2 separate regions of the Gossypium hirsutum genome follow, and region 2 is linked to region 1. Evidence: chromatin contacts called from public Hi-C data. All regions are on one chromosome and are shown on one strand. The core of a region is the stretch at or near the end of the contact, and the rest is flanking DNA. Distances in the headings are between cores, read along the strand shown.

Region 1 (5,171 bases), core at 408-2,907:
ACGAAATTTGATTCCATTTCTTATTTTATTTTCAATTAATATAATTGTTTATTGTTGCTCTTTCATTTTATTTACTTTCTAAACATTTTCATCTCCCCTTATTTGTTTTATTTTTTCCTGCAAGTTTGTCTCATGTTGTGGGCACGACTATTGCCGCGACAATAATTCTGCTCACAATAAAGGCGAAATTAGATAACCAATCCCTGTAGATTCGACCCTATTGCTCTAAATTGCTATTTAGTGTTATTTTATCGTAAGAATTTATATTTGGTGGTTTCAACGCCCATCAGTTGAGTTTTTTTTATTTTTATATATTATGTAGTTTATATTATATTAAAATTAAAAATATAATAATTTTTATGTCAATATTAGATTTAATTTTTGTAAAAATCTTAAAAAATTGTTTTCACATATTTTTATTAAACCTTTTATTAAAAAATGAAAAATAACATGGAGGGCATAAATGTACTTTCATTAATCATTTACACATATTTTGAGCGAAGATGAACTTGAGTGACATAGTATGGTATCGATAAAATAAAAAGACCCACCTCAACCAAATTATGGACAGCTCCAACAGTCGAAAATTTGTTTTTAAGGATTTTTAACAAAATGTTATAGCATATGAATTTTTTTTTACCAAAATTTATATATTGATAATATATTAAATATAAATAATATATAAATTAATGAAATATTGATTAAAATGATAAAACTAAGATATGTTGAAGTGTGATCATGTAAACCGCATAAAAAATTTCAATTTTTTGATGGTATTTGATTAACTTATTGTACCAACATGGACAACAACTTAATAATATAGTATTGTTAACAGGTAATCATATATATATATATATATTACTTTACAAACTCTGCCACAACTGCGAAGAATCAGTAGCGTAATGGAATCAAACATCTGCAATTATTGATATGGTTACAAAAGGGTGCACAAGGGAGTGAAATGATTAGCCCCAAAGACCCAATGCATTGTCTTTTGACAACCAGAGACGACAACACCAAGTGCCTACATTGGCTCTCAAGTCTTAACAAACATATAAAAATCCTATTTCTTCAATTCTATAATCACTGTGGAGGCTGATTCATCGTCCCTGATCATTACCATAATGTTTCACTTTCGTATAATATATTGAGGAATCAAATGGAAATTTGTCACTTGCTTTACAAACAACAATATCCAAACACGTCATGTGAATCAAGATCTGCCACGACTTTTAATTTACTCAACAAAAACACTTGTCCTCACAAGATATTTTATTTTAATAGCCTGGGACATTTTTCTGCTGCTGAAACCTGGGTGTGCTCCTAGGCGAAACGACTTGCATGGTTTTACCTTATAGGATCAGCAATTGGGTGTTAAAGTGGGACATTGGTACACACCTAGACTAGAAAAACAAAGTCCAAGAGAGACGTGAATCACTTTTAAACTAAACAAATGAAAAAAGCCGACCATTTCTCACGTCTTTCAGGTGTGACTAAAAGTCGTGCATTGATTTTGGTGCCGATCTTGCTTTGTCTCTTACCGCAGCATATTTCAAAGCTTAGGAGTACGTGGCGATATCTCCATCGCCCGCGTTGTTTTCTTCCCCTAATGATTGGAGGGTATAAATACGAAGATCTAATCAACCTGATTTCTGAAATAAAACACCACCATCGTCTTCGAGTCGCCTCAACCACCCAATTTAACTCAGAAAAAGCGGCAGTTGCCGATCTGACGCAGTTTTCCAGGAGATGTGGCTTTGTCCCTTCGCTGAGAAGGCCATGGAATCTGAACGAACTTTCATGAGAAACGTGAAGCGTGTGTTCGTTAAGGTTAGCTAAGTGTTTAAGAGTTTCAACCCAATCTTTATTTTCTTATTTTGAAAATGGAAAGAGACTAATGGAGGGAAATCTGATTTTGATTTCCTTAATTAAGAGATCAACGTATTTAAATTGTATACCTATTTCTTATCAAATAGGATTACTTAATCCTATATTTTCTAACTTGCAATTAGACCTGTTCATGGGTCAACCACCCGACTCCACTTGAAATGTGAGAGGTTTAGGCAAAAATATAAGTCTGTTTAAAAAATAGATCAGGCCTCAAGTAAGGTATTTTTGGCCCTGGCCCGACCCGAATTCACTAAATGACAAAAAAAATTATTTTTTAATATTATTTTCTTGTTGTTTTCTCCCTATTTTACTACCATTTTATTATTATGTTGCTACTATTTTGTTGTTATTGTTTTGATGTTGTATAAAACTTATTTTATTGTTAAATTTGTTATTATTTTAAAGACATTTGTTAATTTTGTTATTATTTTAGAGGCATCTATCTTAGTGTTATTTAAGTAAACATATTTTTTAAATTTATTTTCAATTTGTTGGGAATTATTTATTTTGATATTTTTAGTATTTTTGATGTATTATATATATTTTAAAATTTTATAAAAAATAATATAAAAATTAATATGGGTAGGCCAGGTCGGGACCGGGTTTTAGCATTTTTATCCGGGTCGGGCTTGGGTAAAATTTGAGGCTCATTTTTCGAGTCGATCCGAGCTCAAGCTCAGGCCTAATAAATGGGCCTAAATTTTTAATTGAACCTGGCCCGGCCCATGCACACCTCTACTTGCAACTACTATTTTCTTTTTTATTTAATTTCTATAAATATACTTTTTTTTATTTGTGGTTTAAAAATATTTTATCTACTCGGAAAAAGAGTTCACATGCATTCTATTGGTTTTTATAATTTTTATTGGTATCGACCAAACTATAGATTAAAAAAAGTACTTTTATAAATTATTTTTTGTCTCAAATGCACTTTTAAAAAGCTCAAAAGCATTATATATAACAATGTTTTTATTTTAAAAGTGTTTTTATCCCGACAGTACTCTCTTATTTTTCTATATCTATATTTATAATAAGCTTTAAATTGAATGGTGTCACGAATTAACCAAAAATAAAGCTCAATTAAAAAATTATTAAAATGCTTTTACTTTCACGAAGTAATAAATATCTATACTTATTTATATTAAGCTTTTGATTGAGTTAGTGTCACGAGTTAAACAGACACCAACTCGATTTGAAAATTATTAAAATAACATTATTTTTATAAAGTAATAAATATCAATATAAGAGTGTTTTTTTATGTTTTCAGTAAATTAATATTATGGTAAATTTTGTGTTTAAATACGAATTAAGTTGTTATTTCTAATATAGTATAAAAAAAACTAAATTTAAAATATTAATATTAGGGTTGGTTATCATTAGTTTCAAATTAAAAATTGAATGTATATTTTAAAAAGAAAATCTGACTAAATTTGATAAATCAGTTTATTTTGATGCGATTTTTCTCAACTGACTAACACTTAATTGTCTAACTTTGTGATCATTGCTTCCATGGATAAATGAACATCCAAGTGTTTACATGTTAATTGACGTGATGATATTTTCCATAGATTTTTCTCGTTGATTATGGCAAAACACAATTTCATGGATGTATTTGAGGGCTTCCAACAATATCACCATTATTACTCCTATATATCTATACTATTATTTACGTCTTTTAAGTTAATAAAATTATGAAAAGATCCTTCTAAAATTAAAATAAATTATATGATTCGAAAGTATTTTAATCTTTTTACTTAAAAAATTTAATAAAAATTACACGTGAAGTTAGATTAGAATTTGTACTATTTACAACCATAAAACATTAACTTTACTACAACACTAAAACTTTATTTTAATATAATATTTACATTTTGCTTGGATTATGCATACTTTATTATCTTCGTCGATTGTATATTAATGATGTTTTTAATTGAGTTTGTTTTATAAGTCAACTCGATACTAACTCACAATTCATGACAACACCACAATAAATAATTATAATGCATTTAATATTCTTAATTTGATGTATTTATGTGTTTAATTTTCATTTTACTCACAATTTAATCTAACTTTTTTTTTATTTTAATATCGTACATATTTCATGCATTATTATAATTAATTAATTCCAAACCATGCATTTCTTTATTTATTGTATGCTATTTTTAAACACACATTTGTGTTCTATATACCTAGTTTTCACACGCGTACGTATGTGATAGTATTCCTAATATTAGATTATGACACATTTACTATGTGAGTAGGTATATAAAAATATAAAATTCAAATATGACTTTCGTTGAAATAGCAAAAAGCATCATATATTAAATTTAAATCTCATGATTTGTGAATGAATTTTTCTAAATTTATTAAATATTAAAAAAATAAATAACTTCAAAATAATATTTATTTCGTTGGAAGTATTTAATAAATTCACAATTAAATTTGAATATGATTGATGAGCCACTTAATAGATCGAGGACACCCAATTTAACTGTAGAAAACATACTATTCTCATAATTAATTTAATTTTTAGTTAATTTTTTTTATATTATTTAGATAATAAAAAAAAAACCCTAATAGTATAGATAGATGCTTAATAGATTCCAATAGGCATCTGGATGAAATGTAGGGGGAGGTAATGGACATAGCCTATTTTCTATTTTCTTTTTCGAAAAGAATGTAGGTTTTTCATTCACATAATGGATGTGAAAATGATATCTTTTTCTGTATGCCTAAGTACTCAGATGAAAGCTATCCCATGTGATATTGTTGATGTGGCAACTGCTGCCGGGATTCCCTACGGACCAACCCAGACTACACGACAACTACATCAAATCAACTATAACCATAGAAAAATTTAAAATAACAAAACAAAAAACAAATTTTATTTTTTAAAAAATATATATTTTTATATTTCTATCCTTTTTGTTCGGACTTGGGAACACTATTTAGTATTTATTGAAATTACTTGGACGTGGCAAACCGCTACACTCATTCATCTTCTTCACAACTTCTGAAACTCCATAAAAAAAAAAAGTTGAAAGCTTTTTAAGTAGATCGACCCGACTCAGCGAGACTCACTCGCTCGCTTTTAAAATTAACTCAATGGATCCTTCCCGTTGTTTTGTGACAAATGTCAAGCGTCTCATTGTCAAGGTTTCTTTTCTTTTTTCTTCAATAACCAATTTCTAGGATTCTTTTATTGATTGTTCTGTTTTTTTTTATTCTTTTTCATAATGGGGTTTTGATTTGATGTTTTAGTTCATAAGGACTGATTTTGA
Region 2 (4,936 bases), core at 1,700-4,199, 310 kb before region 1:
TTACATTAAAAAAATAAAAACAATAAATTAATAAACCCAACCAAACATGTTTATTTGAATTTTTACTTGTAACAATTGCTTTTTAGGCCATATATGGACTTGAAAAAGGTGGATCGAAAAAATAAGTTTATACCTTGTCACCAATGAACTTAGCCCAGAATCGAGTCATAGCTTTCTCGTAAGAATCTTGTGGCAAAATTGGATTGTTTTTCCATGTTTCCTCTATGTATTCAAGTATAACAAGTGATTCTGCTATTGGTTTTTCATTATGGAGAAGAACAGGAACTTTCTTATGAACTGGATTGTATTTCAAAAGCAAAGGGCTCTTATTTTTATAGATATCCTCTTCTATATATTCGTATGGAACACCTTTCAATCGCAAAGCCAGCTCTACCCCCCGGCTAAAAGGGATTGCCCATGTTCCAAAAACCTTCACTTCTTCACCTTTTATTTTTTATTTTTTATTATTTTATTTCAACTCTTGTAGGGAATACTATGGTTTGAAGCTATTAGTCGAGGGAGGAGTTCATAGTTTTCTTGGGGAAGAAGAGAGGTTGGCTTTCATCATCATCTTTACTTAATCAGTGACGGTCTAAGGGAGACGGAAGTGGTTAAGATGTTTAAGTTAATTAGTGACATATATATAATGGACAGTCAGAAAGGAGACGAAGCAATGAGCATGGGAGAAAGCTCAGTTTTGTAGATTTTTAAGTTAATAATTAACATATATATAATGGACAGTCAGAAAGGAGACGAAGCAATGAGCATGGGAGAAAGCTCAGTTTTGTAATACTAAATTAACCAATTCCAGAGAGAAATCCAATAAGAAAAACACGATTCCATGAGGTAAAGATGATACATTATCCGGAAATAGCACAACATTAGATGCAAAGACACAAGTTGCCTTTGAGCTACTACGCACAAAATCACGAGGAAATAGGATTAATCGGTCCATCCATTGCCAGATAGCCAATTCTTTAGAAAGGCGATTAGTTTATGTGTAGGAGGCAGGTGTCGCTTAACAACGTTGCAGTCTACAAACTCTTCACAGCATTTGATCAACACAGGGCACTCATCTGCTGTCAAAAAATCTAGTCCTGAATCTTGTTGAATGTCAAGTAGTCCTATGGTGTCTCCCCCAAAGAATTTCTTTCCCTTGAGTACACTTTCAAGTGTTTTCAGACACATTCTTACTTCTTCCATGGCCTTGTCCCGGTGCCCAAAACAGCTTTCCACACTGGAGGCATGCACTACATTAAACACAAAGGAAACATTCAGAAACCAATACAGATGATCTCCTACGTTCAAAAACTTCATAGATAACGAGGTATAAGCTTTGCTGAAACCAGATTCCATAATCCATATCCACAACCTGGAGTTGTTTTGTAGGTTCTTTAATCATAAATGGGGCTTTTACTGAGAAAATGGGCTCATGGTTTGGACTTTTGTTAGCCTAACTATTTTTGGGTCAATCATAAACCCATCCTTCTCGTGACTAAATTTTTTATTCAATAATCAATCATCACTCAAAAAAAAAAAAAAAAAACCCCTCAAATCAACAAATCTATTTCATATTATTTTTAAGAGAAAACATAATTTTTGGGTCTTGAATTTTGTAATTATGTCTACTTATTCATTTTAGCATCTAAATTTAATAATTAGATTCGATTTGATCCTTAAGCTAAAAAAATATAAAAAAAATGATAATGTGACACTTTAAGATTGTGCCATATTATCGCTTAAAATTTTAAAAAAATTATATAAAATTTCAGGTGATGATGATGTGGTATAATTTTAGAGTGTTACATATAATGTTTAATAACCAAAATGGATCTAATTTTTTTTAAAAAAAAAGAGTACAATTATAAATACTAGAGTAGAATGTAGTTGCAAAATTTAAGGGCCAAAAAATAGAATATCCCTTGATTTTAAAAATAGTTTTAACTTGGGGCTACTTAAATACAGACATTGTTGGTTCAAACTTGAAAGCTGAAAAAGGAAAAAGAAAAGAAGGGGAGGACTTTGGATTCAAATTTCAAAACCTACCATTTCATTTAAATGTGGATGCTGCAAAAACCCAAAATAAATTTATAAAAATAAAGGGGTTTCCTCACACCCCTAACAGTTCCCTGTTTCCCCCTCTAACAAAGTTTAAATAAAATTGGAAGTGGAAATGGACCACCTCCAATTCCATTTTATATAATTATAATTATCCTCAAATATTCTTAATTAATGTTTAAAAAATAAATGAAAATGTACTATTATTGCATCACATCTTAATTACTCGTTTTCCAAATTAAAAGAAACATTGTTTTACCCTTCCCATAATTTTATTATAATCTAAACCTTCAAAAATACTAAATATTTAATATTAAAATTTTACATTATCTTTTTAAAAGTCCTAATCACTTATTTCGTCTATTCTACTTCTAAATCATTTATTCATTCTCAAAAATCATTCCGGTAAATTTTCAATCAATTACAACCAACCATAATTCAAAAGTAAGTCACGCAAAAAAAGAAGAAGAAAAGATTATGATCAAACCAATCTTAACTCCCAAAGGAAAATTAGATTTTAATGAAACTAAGCATTAAAATTTCTTTCCAATGGATTAAATGGTAAACCATTTTAAAAAATTAATAGGAATAAATTTATGAGTAAAACTGAAATGTGAATCATAAAAGCAAAATTGGCATTCAATTCGAATAAAAGTTGGTGAGGGTTGATATGTATATCATCCTGTTGAATTTCATTTACAATTCAAAGTAAGGAGGAAATGATAAAAGTTTGATTTGGGTTTGGAAAAGAAGATTAGACAATGTGGAGCGCTTAAGCAGCATAATTAAAAGTGAACAACAACTTTTCCTTTACACCGAGAACTGGTAAATTTTGAAACTAAAGGCATTGTGCATCTTATTAGGATCTTAAAAACAACATAAATTGAAAGGATAGACGTCATGGATTTGAATGGATAGATCCTCCCATCACCACCCTACTTTTAATTTTCAAACAAAGCCTAGACATTGTCAAGCCCTTTTCTTGTCTGCTTAAGAACATGACAACTTAGGAAAAATAACAAAAAGGAAAACTGGGGATTCTCTTCAAATAGTTATTACCAGCTTTACTCCATAATATAAGACCACAAAGCTTCACACTTTTTTCTTTCATACATTAAGAAAAAATTAAGGAAAAACCCATATCAAATTTCTGAGTTTTTTTTTTTTTTACTTCCATTCTGCCTCAAAGCAGGCATGGTTTTAGCCTTATGGATGGACCTTTCATCCACCGAGAGCAAATAGGCTCAACCCAACAACAAGATTACCAGTTCAAGCTTTGTTTGCCTGTACCAAAGCTAAAAGCTAGTAGCTTTTGGGTTCCAAAATCTGTTAAAAGCTTGTGCTACAGAGCTATAGAGCCAAATGTGTGTTGCTTAGAGAGATTAGATTATGGTGGTACAATAGTTAACAACTCTGCTGTTTGTGATTCACCTGGTGTTCTTGAAGAAAAGAGAGCTGACATGGAGGGTTTGGTTGAGAAGAAAGAAAGGATTGAAGAGAAGATTAAAAGCTTTGGTGAAAATGGGGTTCAAATGGGGACCTTTGCTGTGTTACTTGAAGACAAGGGTCGTGAAAGTAGCTCAAGTTCTGATCTTTTCACATCAGAAACAACAGTGCATGAGGAGGAACACAGTCACAGTAGTTCTGAGGAAGACTTATATTCACCACCTTCATTGGATTGGCATGGGCACGAAATTGCTGAAACAGAAGACAGCAGCATCTGTAGTAGTTTTAGTGAAGATAGAAAGAAACCCCCCATGGATGATAGGAAATTGGAGAAACAAGGTTCCACGGTTTCAGGTATTATGACTACTATAAGAAAATGTCTCTCATTTTCCTTGTTTGATCCATTTTATTGATGTATTTCGTAATGGGGTTGCAGAGATTGAGTTGATGAAGGAAAGATTTGCAAAATTGTTGCTTGGTGAAGATATGTCTGGGTGTGGAAATGGTGTTTGCACTGCCTTGGCTATTTCAAATGCCATCACCAATCTTTGTGGTATGTTGACTATTTTTCTTTAAACATAGTTTCTTTTATCTGTTTAATTTCTCCATGTGGCATTTGTTTCTCATTCACTTTGCCTTAACCACGCAGCCACCTTATTTGGGCAAATATGGAGGCTAGAACCAGTACCGCTTGAGAAGAAAGCAAAGTGGCGAAGAGAGATGGAATGGTTTCTTTCTGTTAGTGATCACATTGTTGAGTTGATACCGTCGTGGCAGACATTCCCAGATGGAAGCAAGCTTGAGGTGAAGCTTTGATTTAAAATGTGACATTAGGGCAGCTCTAAAATCTAGTGAACAATTTGTATCTAATGGTGGATTTGTAGTTTAAATTTCAATGGCCCTTGCTGTGATTTCAGGTCATGACGTGCAGGCCCCGGTCGGATCTTTATGTTAATCTCCCAGCTTTAAGAAAATTGGACAACATGCTTCTTGTAAGATCCACCGACTTTTATTGCAATATGGAAACATGGTTCTGTTGTAGAGTTCATTTTTAATGTAGAGTTGTTTTTGCAGGAGATATTAGATAGCTTTGTTGATACAGAGTTCTGGTATGTTGACCATGGGATTCTAGCTCAGGAGGCTGCTGGATCAACCCCATTTCGGAAAGCCCTTCAGCGTCAAGAGGAAAAATGGTGGCTTCCAGTGCCTCGAGTGCCCGCAGGAGGCCTCGATGAAAATTCAAGGAAGCAATTGCAGCATAGACGTGACTGTGCGAACCAGATCCTAAAAGCTGCCATGGCTATCAACAACATTACTCTTGCTGATATGGAAGTCCCTGAATCATATTTTGAGTCTCTTCCAAAGGTAAAAGAATTAGATGTACTGTGTACGTGTTCTAGGAAGCGCTGATTGTTAACTTCTGCTAGAATTT

The links. A called contact is a pair of places that touch in the nucleus more often than the background predicts.
Region 2: a contact with region 1 is called in a Hi-C map of leaf, with 2.0 times the contacts expected there. The contact joins the promoter of LOC107899348 here to the promoter of LOC107899340 in region 1. A contact is called at or near these places in 5 of 34 Hi-C or Micro-C datasets (callus, leaf and seedling).

The regions. Positions count from the first base shown.
Region 1 is chrD04:46,023,798-46,028,968 of Gossypium_hirsutum_v2.1, reverse strand. It overlaps LOC107899340 (delta-1-pyrroline-5-carboxylate synthase), which reads left to right and starts at 1,657. Exons shown (of 20, transcript XM_016825020.2): 1 at 1,657-1,830. The coding sequence starts at 1,750.
Region 2 is chrD04:46,338,093-46,343,028 of Gossypium_hirsutum_v2.1, reverse strand. LOC107899348 (rop guanine nucleotide exchange factor 7) reads left to right here and starts at 2,949. Exons shown (of 7, transcript XM_016825035.2): 1 at 2,949-3,858; 2 at 3,941-4,057; 3 at 4,154-4,308; 4 at 4,422-4,496; 5 at 4,579-4,869. The coding sequence starts at 3,267. It also overlaps the pseudogene LOC107898190.